2 separate regions of the Sus scrofa genome follow, and region 2 is linked to region 1. A link is a contact called in public Hi-C data. All regions are on one chromosome and are shown on one strand. Each heading gives the region's core, a stretch centred on a gene start, on an enhancer-like site or on the middle of the called end of the contact. The rest is flanking DNA. Distances are from core to core; before and after follow the strand shown.

What was found. Hi-C and Micro-C count contacts between places; a contact is called where the count stands out from the background.
Region 2: a Hi-C map of liver shows a contact between it and region 1, with 4 times the contacts expected there. The contact joins the promoter of GLYCTK here to the promoter of POC1A in region 1. A contact is called at or near these places in 11 of 47 Hi-C or Micro-C datasets (alveolar macrophages, embryonic fibroblasts, heart right ventricle and 4 more) and 1 of 2 datasets of contacts at active chromatin or transcription factors (alveolar macrophages).

Annotation. Positions count from the first base shown.
Region 1 is chr13:34,306,694-34,309,451 of Sscrofa11.1, reverse strand. It overlaps POC1A (POC1 centriolar protein homolog A), which reads left to right and starts at 1,356. Exons shown (of 11, transcript XM_021068878.1): 1 at 1,356-1,751.
Region 2 is chr13:34,431,927-34,434,987 of Sscrofa11.1, reverse strand. It overlaps GLYCTK (glycerate kinase), which reads right to left and starts at 1,585. Exons shown (of 5, transcript XM_005669627.2): 1 at 1,403-1,585.

The DNA.
Region 1 (2,758 bases), core at 107-2,606:
AGAATTTCGTAGTGTGTAACTTAAGTTAGCCTGAACATTTTTAACATACAGGAACCAATTTTAAGCCAAATTACAGTGAAGATGGATTAAATGTATCTATTTCTTGTGTCTGGCCCTAGACCTTCCAGGTCCAAAGAAGAGGCTCACCCCTCTACATGCTAGGTCCCTCCACTGCCAGTCTCTGAGTTCACTCAACGGGGCTCTGGTTTGCTGGTTCAGGGACATCATCTTAGGTCTCAGTATGTAGTGAGAAACCTAAGGGCCTGGCCAGATCTTAGTAGCCAATCTAGCCTGGGTAGGTGATGGAAGGATCCCAAATCTTGCAAAAATGTCCAGTTCAGATCAGATCCAGGTTGGGAAGATGCCCAGAGTTAGGCAGGATAGAAGAAAGGTGGAGGGACAGCAGAAAAGTGAGCAAGGATGGCCTCTGGTGGCCAGACCTCTGGATTGTCTCCTCTTTTAAACACACACATAATTTACATGTAGTTTACAAGAGGCTTCTCAGGAGAAGAGAGAGCCAGGCTGCCTTCACCCTTTCCTATATTACTAATGTGGAAACAGGGCCTCGGAGCAGTGTTATTTTTCCTGAGGTCATACAGCCAATCAAGGCAAGAACTGGGAATAGAACCCAGGCCTCTCCACTCCATGGATGTGATTCCGAGTTATTTGTGTTCTTTTATTTTTATTTTTTGTTCCTTAGGGCCGCATTTGCATCATATGGATGTTCCCAGGCTGGGGGGTTTAATAGGAGCTACAGCTGCCGGCCTACACCTCAGCCACAGACATAGGAAGCGAGCAGCATCTGGAGCCCATACCACAGCTCAGGGCAAAGCCAGATCCTTAACCCACTGAGCAAGGCCAGGGATCGACCCCACAACCCCATGCATGGTTCCTAGTCGGATTCGTTTCCACTGCGCCACGGGGGAACTCGATTTGTGTTCTTTTAAATCGACACTTGTTTTAAGCGCGTTCAGAGGAGTGAACCACTTAAAGAATTCCCAAAGAGTGAATAACTGGCTGTAAATGGGGTACTGAGAGAAAAGCCGGCCATCCGAGCGCTTTAAGAGGACACAGACACGGCGCTCTCTTGCGGCAGAGGGTTAAGGATCCTGCGTAGACACTGCAGCGGCTTGGGTCGCTGTTGTGGCCTTGTTCTATCCCTGGCCCAAAAACTTCCAAGTGCCAGGCGCCGCGCCCACGGGAAAAAAAAAAGAAAAAAAAAAAAAAGGACGCAGATACAATGAGCCAAGTACCTCCATCTCCGGGATCCTAAAAGGTTCTCTTTCGTTGGTTAATCAGGCCTTAGGGCATCTTGGGAAATGTAGTCCCACCTTCCTCCCGACAGGAGGATGCGGGAATCGAGGAACTGCATTTCCCAGAAGGCTGTGTTCGCCTTAGCCTTAACCGGACTACCCGTCGGCGGGGCGAACACTTCATCCTGGGCTTTTTAATTTCTCAGGGGGAATGAGCGACGGTGGACACAGGCCTTTAGCGACGCCGTCCGTAGGCTGCCTGGCTTGGTGGTGCTGGACGCGGAGACAGTGGACTCGGTCAACTCTCCTTCCGGTCCCGGGTGCAAAAAGCCGAGGCGCCCAGTCTCCTTTAATTGCGGTGGGCGGGGCGGGGCCAAGCGACCCGCGTTGCTATTGGCGGCGGTTGGGGGCGCGGAAACTGAACGCGCCTCAACGGCAGCCGCTGCTTCCTCCGGCGCCTTGGGCGCTCCCAGCCCCGCCATGGCATCGCCCTACCCGGTAAGTTCCTGCCAGCGGCTGCCGCCCGGGCCTTAGTCTCCCCACGAGGACAGTGGGCGCCTGGCCGGGCGCAGGGCTCCGTGCGGTCCTCTCCTGCCCTAGTTTACAGTCTGTGCAGGGTGCGATGGGTCGGGGCATCTAGCGAACGCCTCCTGCGAGCCAGGCCCTGTGCCGGTTGCCAGGGCTAACGAACCAGTCTCTATTCTTAGGATTTGTATCTCCGCGGAGGAGACATTAGTACTGCCCGACTGGGACGTCTGACCTGGGATCAGCGCCGGGCCTGTGTGGCTTCAGTCTTGTTTTCCTGAGCAGTGGGTAGCTGAATGGGGGCTTGTTGAGGGTGCACCCTGTTACGACGTGTGGGAACAGCAGGCCCCAGGATGCCCAGGACGGCCTAGGCCTGCGGTGTAACTTGAACCAGGATGCCCTCTCGGAGGCCAGAGGGGAGCACTCCGAAGCCCCTGTTTTTGAGAGGTTGTTTTGAACCTCAACCTGCTTGGTCCTCTGGCTTGGGTTGAGAGTCAAGGTGGCTGGATGGTGGCCTGTTGGCTTCCTTAGGAACCAGGCCTTTTGAACCCTAATTTGATGTTCTTTCCCCTACCCCAAAATATAAACCCCTTTGGGGGAGACGAGGAACCAGCAAGTTGCAGGAATGGAAGAGAGGGTGTTGGAAGATTTCATGGGTCCCCTGGTTAAGGGTGGATCTGAACTTGCCTCTAGAGATGGGCACTATGTTACCTTTGTTTTTCCAAGAAGCTCAGGTGGAGCAGTTACTGCTCTGTTCTGGGCCCACCTGTTGTGCTTTTCCCTCTCTTGTTGAAAGGATTCTGGCAGGTGTGTTGGGGTGGAGCTGGGCATGGGGCCATGGGAGCCTTTGTTCTGGTTACAGCTTTTTGGAGTGGCAGTGGCCTTGCTCTGGCTCAGGAGTAGGTTTGCTGGGCTCCCTGGTGCCTCCAAGATGTTTCTTTGAGGTTTCTGATTCTTTTTTTTTTGGTCTTTTTTAGGGC
Region 2 (3,061 bases), core at 336-2,835, 130 kb before region 1:
AAAAATAAAAAACAACCTGTCAGAAGTTCCTGCCCTGAAGCCCTGCATCCTCATGGTTACAGCAGGGGTTTGTTAACACCGAGCCACCATGAGCACTCCTTTTTTTTTTTTTTTTTTTTTTTTTTTTTTGCCACGACTACAGCATGAGGAAATTCCTGGGCCAGAGATGGAATCCACGCCACAGCCACAACTAGAGCCCCTGCAAGTGGCAACGCCTGGATCCTTAACCTGCTGAATCTGACTGCAGCAGCTCTGGTTGCTCATACAGGCAGGTTCGATCCTGGCCTGGTGCAGTAAAGGATCCTGCATCGCCACAGCTGCAGCATATTCAATCTATGGCCAGGGAAGGAGGGAGGGGAGGGAGGAAGGAAAAAACAAAAAGCAAAAAAACCTGGCAACTTCTAGCCTTCAGCCATTTAGTCTACATGAAACTCAGCTTTCCCGGAAGAGAACCAAGCATGCCCCAGATCAGCTGTGAAAGGCAACACAAAGGGATCCAAAATGGGCTCAGCTGTGGCCTAGGACCTCTGGGGCTGGGCCATTAGAATTAGAGGTAAAAGCCCTTTGGCATGTAGCAATAGTTGATTTTTCAGCCTGGGTGAACTTTGTACCAGTTTCTCTGATGGATAGGGGCCTAGAGGATCCCAGCCCAGGGCAGGGGGCGCCCAAGACTAAGGTAGCCAGATAAAGTACAAGTCACTCAGTTAAATTTGAATTTCAGATAAACAAGTAGTTTGTTAAATGTAAGAACCTCCATACCATGTTGGGGACATACCTATACTAAAAAAATTTTATTATTATTATTTGTCTTTTTAGGGCCCCACCCACCGCGTACTGAAGTTCCCAGGCGAGAGATCCAATCGGAGCTGTAACTGCCACCCTACACCAATTGTCACAGCAATGCCAAATTCTCCGAGCTGCGTCTGCAATCTTTGCCACAGCTCCCAGCAACTCGGGATCCTTAATCCACTGAGTGAGGCCAGGGATCCAACCTGCGTCCTCAGGGATACTAGCTTAGCCACCACCGGAACTCCTTTTTTTTTTTTTTTGGCCGCAACAGGAGCATGTGAAAATTCCCGGGCCAAGGGTGGAACCCACGCCACAGCAGCGACTAGAGCCGCTGCAAGGGGCAACGCCCAGATCCTTAACCCGCTGAGCCACAAAGGAACCCTTAAAAACTTATCTGTTGTTCACCTGAAATTCGAATTTAATTACACGCCCTGCCTTTTTATTTGCAAAACCCAGCAACTCAACTCGTGACAACGCCTCTCCTAAAACCCCCAGCGATCCTGCGCAAAACCCGGAAATACTGAGCAGACCCGCCTCGAGTCCTCCCCCCACCAAGCGGGGCTGGAGCCCTTTCCTCCTTCGCCTGTCCGCCCAGCCCCGGAAATGACGTTACCCTGGGGCCGAGGCCTCAGGCCAACACGAAGGAAATGGCTGCCGCGTAACGTCCAGTAGTGACCCGAGAAATAAAGGGCAGCAACCGCCGTCACCAAGCCCAAGGTACCCGGTGGCCCTGGCGGTGCGGACTTTACTGCCCCACAGCTCCAGGCCGCGGATCCCACCTTTCGTGACCGGAAGTCCCCCAAGGGGGCGGGGCGGAATCCGGAACTTTTAGTGCGTGGGGCGGGGCTGGGACTTCTAGGGAGAGCTGCTGGAGGATCCGGACTGGCATCTTGGATCGGGGTTTTGGCTCATCATTGACCGACTACATCCCCGGCTGAAGGCACTTTCAGGGTTCAGTGTCTTCATCTCCACAGTGGAATAATAATCCCCGCTTCACCGACTGCTGTAATCCGTCCCCCTCCTTTATTCTGTATTATCCCATCAGTCTCAAATCATTCCGACCTACTGTTAGGTGCCAGGCACTGGACTAATCAAGCGGGAGGAAAAATCACTCTACACAACCCATCCACTCTGGCGCCATATTAAGTCATCCTTTCCCCTCACCGCTGTTATTCCACAATTCTCCGGTTACCCTTTCTCCCTTGGGCGACCAAATCACAGCTCCAACTCAGCAAGAGAGTTCTGCTTCGTGGTTCTCGAACACACAGGCAGTGTGTAAACACGAAAGATCTTAGGCCTCCCACGGAGTCCCCGCTCTCACCCTGAGCCTGGCTTGTTACCTTCCCTTATACAAAAAGACAATTCCTGGAGTTCCCCTAGTGGCTCAGCTATAGCTAACGGACTAGTATCAACGAGGACGCAGGTTCCATCCCCGGCCTCACTCCGTGGGTTAAAGATCCCGCTTTGCTGTGGCTGTGGCATAGGCCCACCGCTACAGCTCCAATTCAACCCCTAGCCTGGGAACCTCCATATGCCCCGGTGTGGACCTTAAAAAAAAAAAAAAAAAAAAAAAGGTGCAGAAGGGTACATTGTTGTTACTAATGTTTTCTTCGGGAGAAATGCTTTTATTCATTCCTCCAACACTCAAGAGACGTTTCCTGAGTGCCTTCTAGGTGGACCAAACGCTCTGTCTAGCTGCTGGGATGAGTAAGAAGTGGTACTCTTAGTTGAGAAATTTCTGCTTTTGTAATTACATTCCGACAGTGCTGGGGGCCAGAAGAGGGGGTGTAAATTTGAGCATCCTCTCATTATTTAGTCCCAGACTCTCATAAACAGACACCATTTACTGTGCCAGCGCTGTTATATCAGACTGTTAGCAGGAGATATATTATCTTTTTCTTTTTAGTCTTTTTGCCATTTCTTGGGCCGCTCCCGTGGCACATGGAGGCTCCCAGGCTAGGGGTCGAATTGGAGCTGTAGCCACCAGCCTATGCAAGAGCCACAGCAACAATGGGGATCCAAGCCTCGTCTGTGACCTACACCACAGCTCACAGCAACGCCGGATCCTCAAACCACTGAGCAAGGCCAGGGATCAAACCCGCAACCTCATGGTTGCTAGTCGGATTCATCAACCACTGCAGCACAAAGGGAACTCCTATATCCATTTTTTTAATCCCCATCCCACCCTACAGCTACTCACAAGATGCATTTAAAGATAAGGTTTTGTTATACAGTAAAAGAACAGAGACCATTCCAACAGAGAAAAAAAGCC